Linked DNA regions of Danio rerio: regions 2 and 3 are each linked to region 1. The links are chromatin contacts, called in public HiCAR-type and Micro-C maps. All regions are on one chromosome and are shown on one strand. The core of a region is the stretch at or near the end of the contact, and the rest is flanking DNA. Distances in the headings are between cores, read along the strand shown. Region 1 holds the start of jarid2b (jumonji and AT-rich interaction domain containing 2b). Region 2 holds the start of pard6gb (par-6 family cell polarity regulator gamma b). Region 3 overlaps jarid2b (jumonji and AT-rich interaction domain containing 2b).

Region 1 (4,834 bases), core at 586-3,085:
TGTTCCCATGCAAGGGTTATTCCACAATCACCCGTTATGACAAAAACATGAATATTCCGTTTGGTGACAAACTTGTTTTTTGTGAATTACTTACGCAGTCCTTTCAGATTCCTGTCATTGTTTCAAGATCTGATCATGACTCATTTCTGGAGATTCATTTCACTTTTGCCCAGTTACCAGAAGTGTGTTCGTGTATACATCTTAAGTCTAGCCTAGTTAAGACAACAAAGTTTGTGGCCTTTGCATTTTTCAGAGCCTTTTTGTATAGCATTTTTAAAATGGAATACAAAACACAGTACTGTTATTTTCTCAGTGTAAACAACATCATGATTTGGTTAAAACAGTCATGCACATTGTGTAAAATCTCTAGGCATTTGAGAGTGATAACAAATATATATTGATAAACGGCAGATTATGGCATACTCAGTTTTTCTTCTTTTATATAAAAAGTAAAAATTGTGTCTACATGAAAACACAAACACATGCTATGAAGAGCTGTCGAGCACAAAGTGACTTCAAACAAAAGAGATAACAGAAGATTTCACTAGCTTATAAAGTGGTTTAGTTTCAGAAGACAAATGACAAAATGGCATACAAAAGGAGTAGTTTTTAAAACACCCATGTGTGCATGGAAAGGGTTTACAGCGGAGATGCCCAAACATGGGCCTGCGGACCATAGTTGGCCCATGGTAACTTTGATTTGGCCCACGGTCCCATCTGAGAAGAAAGGAAGAATGACAGGTATTTAATTATATAGATTTAGCAGATAATGCCATTTCTGATTTAACTTAACAATTTGTTGGTTTTATTGTTAAGCTTTAAAATCTAAATAAATAATACAATTGAAATTAAATATTGTAAATTAATCAGATTTTTTAAATGTAAATACTGTCACCTTGCAGGTAGAGGACAATGCACAAGACCTCATCAACTTGACTAGCATTTACAGCATTGAACTCCATTGTGATATAAAATTGTTTTTATTTTAATAAATTCATTATAAGATGTACAACTATACAATTCATTAGGTAATATTGTTAGTTATTTTTGCTTTTTTATTTTTGAATACTAATAAATAAATGTAATTAAAAAAATTGAAATAAACACTTAAAAATAAATACTGCTTTATTTACCTTCGTGCCACAACCCTCAACCAAGAATGTTTTTAGTCCTTAAAAAAAATGTTTGCCCACCTCTGGTCTACAGGACCCCATGTGTGCAAAGCTTAACATAGTTGTAGTCTGTATGTAAAACTTTTCAAAGTCATGAAGCAATATTTTTCATGTAAATGTACCCTAAATATCTTGTTTTTGAGTTGCAACATAGTATGATGCTACAGTATATCATAATAGTTGTAATGCCAACTAAACCAATCTGCAAGTGTTTGGGAGGAAAGTTGAATGATACAGTTTTTTTAAGTGTCCTTTATTCACTCTTATTTGTTCCAAACCTTTATGAGTTTCTTTCTTCCATTGAATGAAATTATATTTAGAAGAAATCAGGAATTCTGTAACCACTGACTTCCAATATATTCGTTCCTGCAATGAAAGTCAATGGTTACAGATTTTCAGATTTCTTTAAAATAGGGATGTCCCAATCAGGTTTTTTTTTTTTTTTTTTTTGCTCTCGAGTTCGTCATTTGAATGACTTCCATAATACATAAAAATCCTTTGTGACTGAATCGCCCATTCATTTATTCGCCAACTCTGAAGTTGTGTTCGTTTCTGTGCTCGTGGTTATTTTGCGACGCTCCCTAAGCTCTTTAAAGTTACCGCTGAGCGTGCTGTGGGGTGTGATAGGCTGCTTAAAGAAAGAAGCGTCGCCTTGTGTTCACAAGAGCCCGTGGTGCTGCTGGAGTTCACTCACTGTCTGCTAGCTCCAGCCAAAACGAACCCTTTTCCTTTTTTTTAAATTGTATTTATTTCATCCTACCATTGGATATGCCTTTTAAAAACAAGATGTAACTGGCCACCGAACAATTACATCCTCACTTGAATGAACCTACATGTTTTAAAGAGCCGGGATGAACATCACTGATGGAAGTTTATTGTGGCGAATGCTTTTAACTATGGTGTGCCGATGTGATTGTTTATTTTGCCCTCTATCCTTGGCGATGGGTCCCTAATTTTTGGGATTATTAATTCCGCGATTCTACAAGGAATCCTCGGCGATCGAAGAGGGAATTCTGCACAGCCAGGCAAACTACAGGGGATTTAAATCGGAGACGAGAAGAGAAGCAGGAAGAAAATTCATGTGGCGATTCTCTGCTTAACAATAAATCATTTTGGATTGCAGAATGAGCAAGGAAAGACCTAAGAGGAATATCATTCAGAAGAAATACGTAAGTGTTGATCTTTCGTATGCGGCTGATCTTAAGTTTGTTCGATGGTCTTTGTGTCGATGTGAAATGCGTAAACTTTGATCACGGATGGCTCTTGTTGTGCCAAGTCTGGCTTTGAAAACGAAATAAATGCATCACACTATGTTCACACCACTTCAATAGATTTAAAGGGCTTCCTCTGAAGTTCCAGGGACGCCTATTTTCTTTTGCTTTTACTCTGAAATCATCATTGGCGATGATTGTTTTGCACGACAGATGTAAGCTTGCAAAACTCGTTTGTAAACCTGGACGTGTTTTGTTTTGTTGTTGTTGGCAAACTCCAGTGTCAAATTAATGTTATTGTGATCAGAATGGCTTTGTTTGCTCTTCTATGCCTCAAGTCTCCAAGCGGCGAGGACAACCACATCGCCCTCTTTTATTCTGGGATCTGTTTTCACGAGCAGGATTCTGCAAAAAGACACAAGTCATAAAAACAACTGTCCCAACTCCCCTGGCATCACCCATTTGTTTATTTCGGATGTAACGTTCTTTAAGTGTAAGCAATGGGTTCTTTAATGTTCTCAAAGTAACTGTGCAAAGAAAGTATTTCCTCTGCCCTTGACGACAGAGGAGGCTTTAAATTGGTGGCAGATGTAAAGTTCATTTATTAAGATTCAGAAGAGAGGATTGTCCTCAGTCTTAACATATTAAAATGAATACACGACCTTAGTCATTAATATGGGGGATTGCTTTCCCTGAAAGACGTTTTTTTGTCTCCTTTAACTCGATGAGTCTCTGCACGTTTTAAGCTATATAAGCCATTAAATGCTTACCGATCGTAATATTACACACCAGATTTTATTAAGCACATGGGATGTCGTTTATAGAATATATCCAGTCGCATTGCAGAGGCTCGCGTGTAAAGCAAACGACCATTTTAACATTTCCTCTACGATAGGTTAGTGAACCGGCGAACTTGTAGAAATGTTGGAGAACTGGGCACTACATAAGGCTTGAACTTTTCTGGCTGGTGATTTACTTTACTCGGGAGCGGAATTAAGAAAGACTACCATAACAAAAGCCCGAGTCTCCTCAGAGACAGCCGACCAAACCTCTCTCGGTTAACCCTCAAAGAACTGCCTCCTTACCAGAGTTTCCAGGCGCTTTACCTGTAACGTTATTTAAGGAGTTTGTTTTTCGTAGTTTGCGAGACTGTTACATTTTTCAGTGTCCATGTTATCAACTAAGATCTTCTCAAATCAAGCTAACATTAAGAAATAATTTCCCTCCAGCGCGTGAAAGGGTTAGCTCGTGCAGCCAATTTTTGTCTGCTGTTGTGTGAAGTAGGTTTGTCACGTGCTCTCGATTATTTATAACTTTTCCTCCCTAAGAGTCACATTTGAGCTTAATCGCTAAATATCGATTTAAAATATGTTTTAGTGATTCGGTATTAATATTTAAGTTTTTATTTTCATCAGCAACAGGTTAGCGTGAGTAAAACCAACATGGCAAAGCTTTAAGGTTATGATGACGCAAAACGGGGGCAGTTTCCAAGCACGTTATCTGTGCCATTTATCCCTTTATGTAAAGGTTATGGAAATCGTTTTACTTTTTGTTGTTGTACTGTACTAGTGCAGCATCTCGTTGTCACGTTGGCTTACAAAAATGTGACGCAATTACAAATTTGTTGATTGACAAGGGAAATGAAAGTGATTACAACAGAAGTCTTGGGCCACGTGGTAGCTGTACTTCTTGAGAAGACTGATTCAGTTAAAACCCCTGTACTGGTAAAAGTTTAAAAGCCATCCTAAAATAACTTGACAAAGTGTTGTTCTGTTCTGTTTTTTTTTTTCACACAGATTGTCTGATTTATGAAAAATATTATTTAAGTCACTGCATTTTTGTTGGACATTTAAAAAAGGAAAAGTATTTGAGGAAAACATATTATGACAAGCACAGCTCTAATTATTTTGCTTGGACTCTTGTTTGGATTTATTTCTTTACTCTGTTGTATAAAGTTCTAAAGAAATGTCAAAGAAAATAACTGGTTAAAATGTGTGTTTTTTCTTTCTCCTTTTTGAAATACTGTTGTTTATAAAGTCTGACTTTCTGTTGCATCTCAGACTGGGGTCTGCTCTGTCTTGTATAGACCACACCTCATGCATGGTTAGGGTCATATGTAGGGTGTATAGAATGGACCTGAACCATTTCGAACATGGCTGTTTGTGTCACATCTGTGCAGTGCAGACAGCTGTGCTAAAATCTGGTCAGGCAAACAACAAAAACAACCTGAAGGATCTGTCCCCTGGGCCTGCACAACTCTTGGCCCCTTGCATTCTGCCTCCCCTTAATTAGCGTAAGACAATTATACATGCTTGGCTTAACCATATCCCCTGGAACATGAGTCCAAGGGACACCCCCCCCACCCCCGTTTTTTTTTATTGCCCCATTTTCGTTCACATGTGCTGTGAATATTATTAAAATTCATTTAGTGGAAAACGAGAGAGGGAGAAA
Region 2 (4,834 bases), core at 1,718-4,217, 200 kb before region 1:
CTGGTTTGAGTCCAAGATGGACCAGGATGGCTTACTGTGTGGAGTTGACATGGGTTTCCTCTGGGAGCTCCAGTTTCCCCCACAGTCCAAAGACTTGCGGTATAGGTGAATTAGAAAAACTAAATTGACTGTAGTGTATGAATGTGTGTGTGAATGAGAGAGTGTGTACATTATATTGTGTGAATATAAACATGGATTAACATAAACAAAAAAAAAAAACATTCATGTTGTGCAGTAAAATAATTTTATCCTATGTTTACAGAGCTTTAATAGTAAGGTTGTGGATTAAGCACCTATTTCTCAAACAAAAATAAATAAATAATCTACACTATGAACACAAATAGTAGTTTAATTTATGTCGCATTTTTGATCAGCATCATGAACTAATGATATTTGACTAAATTGACCCCTGACAGAAAGACTCCTGCTATATGAGTCAAATGGTGTAACCAGTTACACCCCTTGACATTTCAACTTAAAATGAAATTTGACAGGCATTATCAATAACATCTATGTAAGCACATGGGCTTGGTGGGAATATTTCAAATTTAACTTTTAAATATAATACTTATTTTTATAATTATGAACAATTATCAGTGCATTTCTGGGGTCTTACCATTTGACATGCATATCTAAGAATAGCTGACCATACCTTAAAAAGGTCAAAGTATCTCACATTTTAAAAAGAGTTACTAACCTTTGCATGCAGCAATTAGTCTTATCAAGAGTTCTTCTCTGTGATTCAATTTCCTGTCTAACTGTCTTGTGCACAATATTAACAAAATGGCTCAATAAATGGTGGTTACACCATCTTGACATTTCAGAAATTTGAGGTGACAGAAAAAATTCCCCAAATGAATTATAATATTTAAAACAATTGTGCTATATTTACCTTTATTTACTATTAAATATGTCTAATGTAAAATTATGCCAGACTAGCCGATACAATGTTTCATTGAGGCTTTCACATTTTTTAAACAAGGTAAACTATTTGGTACCAATTTTTTTTGGTTACACCACATTGACATTCTTGCAATAATCCCCTAAAAATTTTCTTAAAATGGATTAAAACCAAAAAATTAAACTTGGTCCTCAAAATAGAGAATGTATGCAAGTAATTTGCTTATTTATTTTGAAACTGTAACCTACTTGAATTTATTTAAAAGACATGGACACAAAAAAATGAGCGTCACGTCATTGACCCATATATATATATATATATATATATATATATATATATATATATATATATATATATGTGTGTGTGTGTGTGTGTGTGTGTGTGTGTGTGTGTGTGTGTGTGTGTGTGTGTGTGTGTGTTAATGTGGTCATGTGTGTTTAAACTGAAAGAAATACAACATACAAGTTTCAGTTTCTGAAGACAGACAGACAGACAGACAGACAGACATATAGATTGATAGACAGACAAACAGACAGCCATATAAACAGATAGACAGAGAGAGATAGATAGACAGACAGACAGAGAGACAGACATATATAGATAGACAGAGAGACAGACAAACATATAGATTGATACAGAGACAGACAAACAGGCAGATATATAGACAGACAGACAAGTATACAGACAGACAGACAGACAGACAGACAGACAGGCAGATATACAGACAGATAGATAGATAGATAGATAGATAGATAGATAGATAGATAGATAGATAGATAGATAGATAGATAGATAGATAGATAGATAGATAGATAGATAGATAGATATACAGACAGGCAGATATACAGACAGACAGACATAAATAGATAGACAGAGAGACAGACAAAAAGATAGACAGACAGACAGACATATAGATCGATAGACAGACAAACAGACAGCCATATAAATAGATAGACACAGATAGACAGAGAGAGATAGATAGACAGACAGACAGAGAGACAGACATATATAGATAGATAGACAGATAGAGAGACAGACAAACATATAGATTGATACAGAGACAGACAAACAGGCAGATATATAGACAGACAGACAAGTATACAGACAGACAGACAGACAGACAGACAGACAGACAGACAGATATACAGACAGACAGAGACAGACGGGCAGATATACAGACAGGCAGACATAAATAGATAGACAGAGAGACAGACAAAAAGAAAGACAGACAGACAGTCAGAGACATACATCTAGCTAGATAGATAGATAGATATTAATGCAACACCAATGTAAACCGGTTGTATATGCAACATGTAAACCAATAAAAGAAGCAAAATATCACTTTGTCCAACGGACACAAATAAATGAGCCCATCCCAATGAATCAGCTCTCGTGTTTGATCCTGTCAAATGTGTAAATATGCCCTTGTGTTGTTTAGATGCTATTTTCGAATAGCTGTTAATGAAGACAGTATTTAACCTAACCTGACCTGTTGTGAGTGACAAACAAAACATCAGAGAGAAGCGCGAAACCTCAAGCAGAAAACAAATCCCATCTGAAAGCCACATGCTGCATCCTGACCATTGCTATAACTAGATTTGCTTGAACCTTTTAGTAATTTAATGTCCTTATGGACATTTTAAGTAATAATAATAATAAAAAAACATAAACACTGTTCAATGATGTGACAGTTCCAGCGTCAAAAACAGTGCTGTTCTGTAACGTAATTGATTCTACTTGAGAAGATAGAAGTTACAAAATAATAATCTACAACAGAGGAAAACATTTGAAAATGATTCAATAAACATGAAAAAAAATCACAATTATGCAAAGATTCATCCGAGTACCTCATATAGCATAAATCTGACATGGGCTAACCAAAGTTAGCAATTCCTTCTGTTCCCATCCAAACACAACATCGTGTAACTCTGCAACTAAACTATTCTCGTAAAATAGTTTTCGCTGCACATTCAACTCACCTTGCTTTTCACTTCCACCGCGTTCATGTTCAAGCTACGCAAAGATTGTGATTTATTAAAACTCCGGTTCATTTTGCTCGCTTGAAACTTTTCAGCCCGTCCAGGGTGATGGGCTCGATTTATAAGCCTGTCCCGTTATTGAACGTCCAATGTTCACTTTCCAAAGGAGGAAAAAAATCAGTCCACTGAGGCTGTGCGACAGTTTTTCTAAACTTCAGGTCGCGCGGTGTCTCGGTCACTTCACAAAACTTCTGCAGAAAATTATGTGAAAGACTAATCAGTACCTCTCACTAGGGGGAGTGGGCTAAGTTTTCACATATGACATCATCGCTCTGTCTCCGACGGGTTGCTAATTCTACTACGGTGAGGGTTTGGCTTATGAATATTAATTACGTAACGATGGTCTTCCTTAGAGGTAGCTGATTGGCTGCAAAGCGAACGTTAGTAAGCGGGATAAGGTGATGCGGTTGATTTCTTGATTAAAGGGACAGTCACATTTTTACATGCATAAACAAAGATGCATGGCTTCAATCCTAAATTCTCGACATTTTCAGATTGAAGTTGACGCTCAGCTCAAATCTTACAACAAAACAACAAAAATCTGTCCGAGTTTTGGTACTATATGAAGAACTGTCGCTGTTGATTCTGATTTGAGTTAGATAGCTTTTCTGTAATGCTCTTAATTTATTTATTTTCATACACTTTTGTTCAATTGTGATTTACTTACCCCCTTCTTTGTTTTGTTAGTCTTTCTCTCTCTGCAGTTAATGTATTTTCCTCTCTTATATCTGTCTTATTGTGGTTGTATATTTTTATTCATAATATACATGAAATTAAAATTTAAAAAGTAAAAATAAAGGGACAGTCACAAAAAAATGAAATGTTGTGTTTACTCAGCCAGGATCTATGAACAATAATAAATAAAAGTAATTAATTATTAATTAATGAATCAACAACAACAACAACAACAACAACAAACATAATAATAATAATAATAATATATTTTGGCCATTAATTAATTCATCCATTCATTTTCCTGCTTCTTAGTCTCTTGATTCATTTGGGGTCCCCAAAGTGGAATGAACCGCCAACTTATCCAGCATATGTTTTACACAGTGGATGCCTTTCCAGCCGTAACCAAGTTGCCTACTGGGAAACATCCATACACACACATACACTACGGCCAATTTAGTTTATTCAAGTCACCTATACCCGCATGTCTTTGGATTGTGGGGGAAACCGGAGCATCCGCAGGAAACCCACACGGACACAGAGAGAACAAAGCAGCGACCTTCTTGCTGTGAGGGAACAGTGCTAACTACCGAGCCATTGTGTCGCCCCGGTATTAGTTGAGCCTTTTTAGTTTTCTACCTGTATTTTTTACTATATTTGTTTATTTATTTAATTTAATTTAATTTTTAATTTATTTTAAATTTATTTTATTCCCAAAGTGCCAGTTGTTGGCTTGCATTTTATAAAACACCAATGCCATGATTTCAGAAAAAAAATCTTCTGTATATGTATAAAAACAATACTGATCTTAAAGAGACAATTTGCAGATTAGTCTGTTTTCAGACAAATAAGAAATTGTAATAATAAAGTAGCACAATAAAAATAAATTATTTATTTTTTTTTAGATATAAAACAGAAAAAAAACAATTCCTACATATAACTAGACAGACCATCTAGCAGAAACAAGCTATTCTCCTTCGAAAAGAATCGATTGCCTTTCTTTGCGAAGGCATGGCTTATGTTTATTAATAAGATCACGTGATGGAACACTCAGAAGGTTACTAAGCAACTTTAACAATACGTTATAAATATTCATGAACCATACTCCTTAGCCATAGTATGATTTGAAAAGTTCTTCAAACCAACTCTCACATAGCCTATGCATATGAATTTCACATGGCGTACAGTAAAGGGACTATAAGTTCCCCGGCCTTTTTAGAAG
Region 3 (4,834 bases), core at 966-3,465, 160 kb after region 1:
GTCCATGTAATCAAAATGACCTTTCTTATGTGTATGAGAAGTATAGGTCCAATGTATTTTAGCACTCATGTTGTAGCAGTAGTACCTAAAAGTGGTGGTTTAATGACTGATGCCATGTTAAACCCTTGAGTCGGATAAAGCCTGTTATTATACTGACACACGCACATAAACACTTTACCACTCGTCTTTTATACTTAAAACAATAAACAGGGATGATAAATGTGGCATAGTCTGCAAAACTATGACAATCTACAAGACAGCTGTTGACCTCTCCCTCTCTCGCTCTTTTTCTTTTTATTGTCTCTCTTTTTAAAGCCAATTTTCATGTGTTAAAGAGCCATGACATGAGCATAACCGATTACACATGCTTTGAATGTTTATCATGCTGCTTTCTATTTTTTGTATCGAGCAACTCTGGAAATTGATCGCATTTAGTAACACACTATAGGTGTACAGTATCTTCCTCCATCAGTGGGAATATATAAAGTATATCGATGGAATAATTTTGAGAGATAAAAAGGCAGTGGGAGAAGGGATTTATTATTTTTATTGTGGACTTTATGTATTTATTTTGGCTTTAGAGTGTTTGGCTTTACTTGATCTGTGAACTAGAGTGTTCTCTTGCTGCTAACAGCAGGTGCAGAACAGGTTCAGCAGCATTTTTATTAAACTGATTTGTGTGTTAATTGTTAGAGTGAGTTACAGCTGTATTTATTTATTTCATTTTATCCATGGCAGTTACATTAAGGAGTCTTTTTGATTTTTTTTTTTTTTTTTGTCTTTTTCTTTTTCTTTGAAGATTTCCTGTTCTTTTAACTGCTAGATATTTGGCTGTGGTGTTTGGAGTTTGTCTCCAAAGACAGCAGAAATTTTAGATGTGTTTTTTTTTTCATAGAAATATGTTACTATAAAGTGTAAAATGGTAATGAAGTTGAATTAAATGGATGGTTTACCAAAAAAATGAAGATTTAGTCACTATTTACTCAAACTCAATTGGTTCCAAACCTTTTTTTTAACACTTTATAAGTCAATGGTTGCAGGTTTTCAGCTATCTTTTAAGCTAATTTTGTGTAGAAGAAACATAAAAAAATTAAATAAAATGGTTTGAAACAATTTTGTAAATAATGACAGAATTTTAGTTTTGGTTGAACTATTGCTACATGTATATAACATATGTGCCTAATCTGTAGAGACCATCCAAACTGATTTTTTTTTCCCCAATCAAAAATAGTTTATTTAAATTTTGAATTTAATAAAATTTTTTTAGCTTTCTTTATTGATTTTAGCCGTTTTTACAATGCACAAAATTTTTTTTTCCATTTATGTTTTCATTTACAGTTTTCATTTGCATTTTCGTTGTTGATTGGATTTTACGATCTCATTTTATGTTAATTAATTTTTTTAATTAAATTTTTTATGTAAATTATAATTATTGCACACAAATAATAAATGAATAATTAAATAGTCCTAAAAAAATGTATTTAAAGACATTACCAGCAAAACACGGAGAAACACAGTGCATGGTCTAAAGGGCTCTTAAGTTGAATGCTACTTCATCAAAAGCCTAAAAATAAATTGATCTACCTCAAGCAGATCACCTAAATTATAATAAAAATAATCTATACATATACACACACGTATATACACTTATACATATAAATAAATGCATGTAAATACACATACAATATAAAGGTACATCATATAACTACAATGGTAAATTAATAGCTGGTAATACAAGGTATACAGAGATAAGATTTGCATCAGCTTACTTCAGGAAACCTTCAAAGGGATTCCAAATTTTGGAAAACTTTTCAGGTTTTCTCTTGACCAAATAAGTTAATTTTTCTAAAGCCAAACAATAAAACAATTCCCGCAACCATTGTCCAATTTTTTCCACAAACGAGCTATTATAAGTTTTCCATGTAACAAACAAAGTTAACAGTGTCTTTTCTGAACTAGTGAAAGTGCTTGTAATAGGACAAATATTTAGAATACACAGCTTTGGACATGTGGGTATATTCTGTTTTAATACTATGGATAGATAAAAAGTTTAGAAATTCCTCCTAAACATGTTCAACCAAAGGACACTTCTGAAACTTCATAGTCTGAACGGATAGATTAAAATGTAGTGTGTATGTGTGTGGTGTGGGCTACAGCGCTGCAGATGTTCTCAGTTAAATCTTGTGCTGTGCTGCATCTGGCCTATAGCAACACATGATGTCATCTGTCCTCCCTCATGCTCACATGAGTCCAAGATCTACTTCAAAAAGCTGGCCTGGCCTCTTGTCTGTGTGGGTTCTCCTGTTATTGTTCCTGGCTGTTAAACGGGTTTAATTGCACATCTCTAGCCAGCCAACCTTTAACTATTCCATCCTTCCTTCCATTCTCTTTCCTTGTTTTCTTCCCTGTTTCCTCCAGCCTGCTCTTCGTTTCCCCTTCAGGGGGTTGCCCACTGGGGACAGTCCATTGACCTGTATTCTCTTGCTTGCGTGGTTTCTTCCTCACTTTCTCTCTTCCACCTTTTCAGACAGTCTAAATAATAGCTGGCAGCATGTGGCAGGGCTCATTTGCCCCCTCAGGCAGAGTTCTGGGCTCAGTGAGCCCTCTAGTGGTCATGATGCTCAATACACACAAAGCCAGACGCGGGACAAGCTCTGCTCAGCATCCAGCGTTATGCTGAGTGGGATTATCATTACCATCACATTCTGCACTCTCAGAGCCCTGCAGATGGGATAAGGCGTGCCATAGACCACTGACGTGTTATTTCAAAAGAGGGCGGGTATGATGACGGGGGTGCTTCATAGACATGGCCGCAGCTGACATCATGCTACATTTGCTTACTCTACCTGCAGAGAGCATCCATCATGCCTGCCTCTGGGGCTGGAGTCTGTCGCTTTCTTTTATATTCTCCCCCTCTCCCTCCTGCAGTTCTTTTTTTCCTGCTGCCGACAAGAGGAAACGATTGATGAAGGAGGTCACATTTCAGTCCCCCTTATCTTTTAATAGCCTCTCTTTGTTGTGCGGCTGCACCTGATTGGAATACAATACAGCCGATGTCTTACTTCAAAGACACTCAGCAATCTCCTCGCCTGTCCGACAGCAAACCTCTGGCTCCGAGATCAGCACAGTCTGGACACCGTTCCCACAACAGAGACTCTCGTTAAGGGTGTTCAGTGACTTTAAAGAGAGGAAAATGAGGGAGGGTGTGGCTCCACATCTAATGGCCTATTCAAAAGTGTGAAGTTATCAAAATGGGCCACATCAAGTAGTCAAATGGAACAATTAAATGGCTTCTTTGCTATCAGGTGGAAAATTCACACTGTGAGACAAGGAATAGTGTAAAAAAATAACAAGAAAACACAAACCTAAAAATCTTGCCAGTGTAATGCAGAAAGAACAAGCCTTTTTGCTAGATTTAAAACCAGAGTCTCAAATTGGTACTTGCCCAATAATATATTTACCACGAATATGCAAGAATGGTTTTCATATCCGACTGCATCATTATAAATTAAATAGACAGTTCACCCAAAAATTCAAATTGAGTCATTATTTACAGCCCCTTCACTTGTAGCAAACCTGTTAGAAATTCTTTCTTCTGTCGAAGACCAAAGACATTATTTTGAAGAAGGCTTGAAACCCTTAACTATGGACTTCCATAGTGTTTTTTTACTATGAATGTCAATGATTACAGCTTTATTCAAAATATTGGTTGCATCCGAAACCGTCTACCACTCAGTAGGTACTGCATTTGATTTAAATGTACTACTTGGTCTTTAGAAAAGTTTGTTCTATGTCGTATGAATGTGAAAAGGAACTCGGACATACTGTATCCACCATTTTGTCATAATTACATGACCTACCTGTGTGAATTGCCTCCTTTGACTCACATTCATGAATTCTCTCATGGGGAATAATGGGATAGTACAGCGTGCATCAGATGCACTCTTCAGAATTGGCCAGAAGTAGTAAGTCATCCAAGTATTTCTCGCATACTGTTTTTTTTTTTTTTTTTAAATCTATGAATTCGGACATACTGCTCTACTCATAAACTGTTTTTAGCATACTATATAGTATGTAAGTATGTGATTACGGGTGCAGCCGTTGTCTTTTGTTTTCAACAGAAGAAAGTAACACAAACGTTTGGAACCACTCAAGGGAGAGTAAATAGTGAATAAATATTCCTTTTTTTTTTTTTTTTTGGTGAACTATGCCTTTGAAGGTTTGTTGACGAATTAAAGCCAAATTTCAGGACTGTTCCTTCCTATCCAGTGAGATATCTCTGATGTCAGGAAGCACATAGTGTTTATTTCACCTAGAGTTTTAGCCCACTAAAACCCTCCGGCTGCATCATCTTTTCTTGGCTCTATAAGAAAACACACATAGGAAATCAAATCCTTTCTGCCTTGCCAGAAGAACAGAGCCAAACAAAACAATGTGAAGAGAGAAGTCGAGGCTGACTATGTTTGTAGACTGGCATAGTCGAATTCCCATGGCGGCTGTTAAACAATGAGAGGCCGGGCGTAACCCAAGCTGCATCTGCTCTGCTGTGAAGTATATTGGGGGCCTCAGATCAGCTGAAAGCACGGCTTCTTTTATTTGAGGCATTAAAGCCAAATTTGAAGAACTTTAGTTTTCTGTACTGAATAAAGCAGCCGATGAATTGATGCTTAAATAGGATTTTATGATTAAACTACACTTCTAAGGATTTTTCGCAGCTGTTGGCACTGAATAAAAAACATCGTTCTTTTTCTTCATCAATCTAGTACACTTCCCCTCCCTATTTCTTCCCTGCTGTTCTCTCTGGTTTGGGGTTTTTGGAGCTCTGTTGTGGTCT

The links. A called contact is a pair of places that touch in the nucleus more often than the background predicts. HiCAR-type assays count read pairs that join an accessible place to other places.
Region 2: a Micro-C map of caudal fin shows a contact between it and region 1, with 5 times the contacts expected there. The contact joins the promoter of pard6gb here to the promoter of jarid2b in region 1. A contact is called at or near these places in 2 of 18 Hi-C or Micro-C datasets (caudal fin and embryo) and 3 of 4 datasets of contacts at active chromatin or transcription factors (caudal fin, embryo and gastrula embryo).
Region 3: a contact with region 1 is called in a HiCAR-type map of caudal fin, with 7 times the contacts expected there. The contact joins the enhancer-like site here to the promoter of jarid2b in region 1. A contact is called at or near these places in 5 of 18 Hi-C or Micro-C datasets (caudal fin, embryo, skeletal muscle and 1 more) and 3 of 4 datasets of contacts at active chromatin or transcription factors (caudal fin, embryo and gastrula embryo).

Annotation. Positions count from the first base shown.
Region 1 is chr19:28,383,865-28,388,698 of GRCz12tu, forward strand. jarid2b (jumonji and AT-rich interaction domain containing 2b) reads left to right here and starts at 1,836. Exons shown (of 18, transcript NM_001202459.1): 1 at 1,836-2,341. The coding sequence starts at 2,297.
Region 2 is chr19:28,184,298-28,189,131 of GRCz12tu, forward strand. It overlaps pard6gb (par-6 family cell polarity regulator gamma b), which reads right to left and starts at 2,968. Exons shown (of 3, transcript NM_212563.1): 1 at 2,881-2,968. The coding sequence starts at 2,952.
Region 3 is chr19:28,546,421-28,551,254 of GRCz12tu, forward strand. All of the region lies in intron 6 of jarid2b (jumonji and AT-rich interaction domain containing 2b), which reads left to right. Among named protein-coding and RNA genes, the nearest start is that of dtnbp1b, 100 kb to the right of the region's middle. Within about 2 kb of position 2,216, at least 20 of the 62 cell types and tissues checked have an H3K27ac peak or open chromatin away from gene starts, as enhancers often do. A contact at or near this core is called in caudal fin and skeletal muscle, where this site is marked.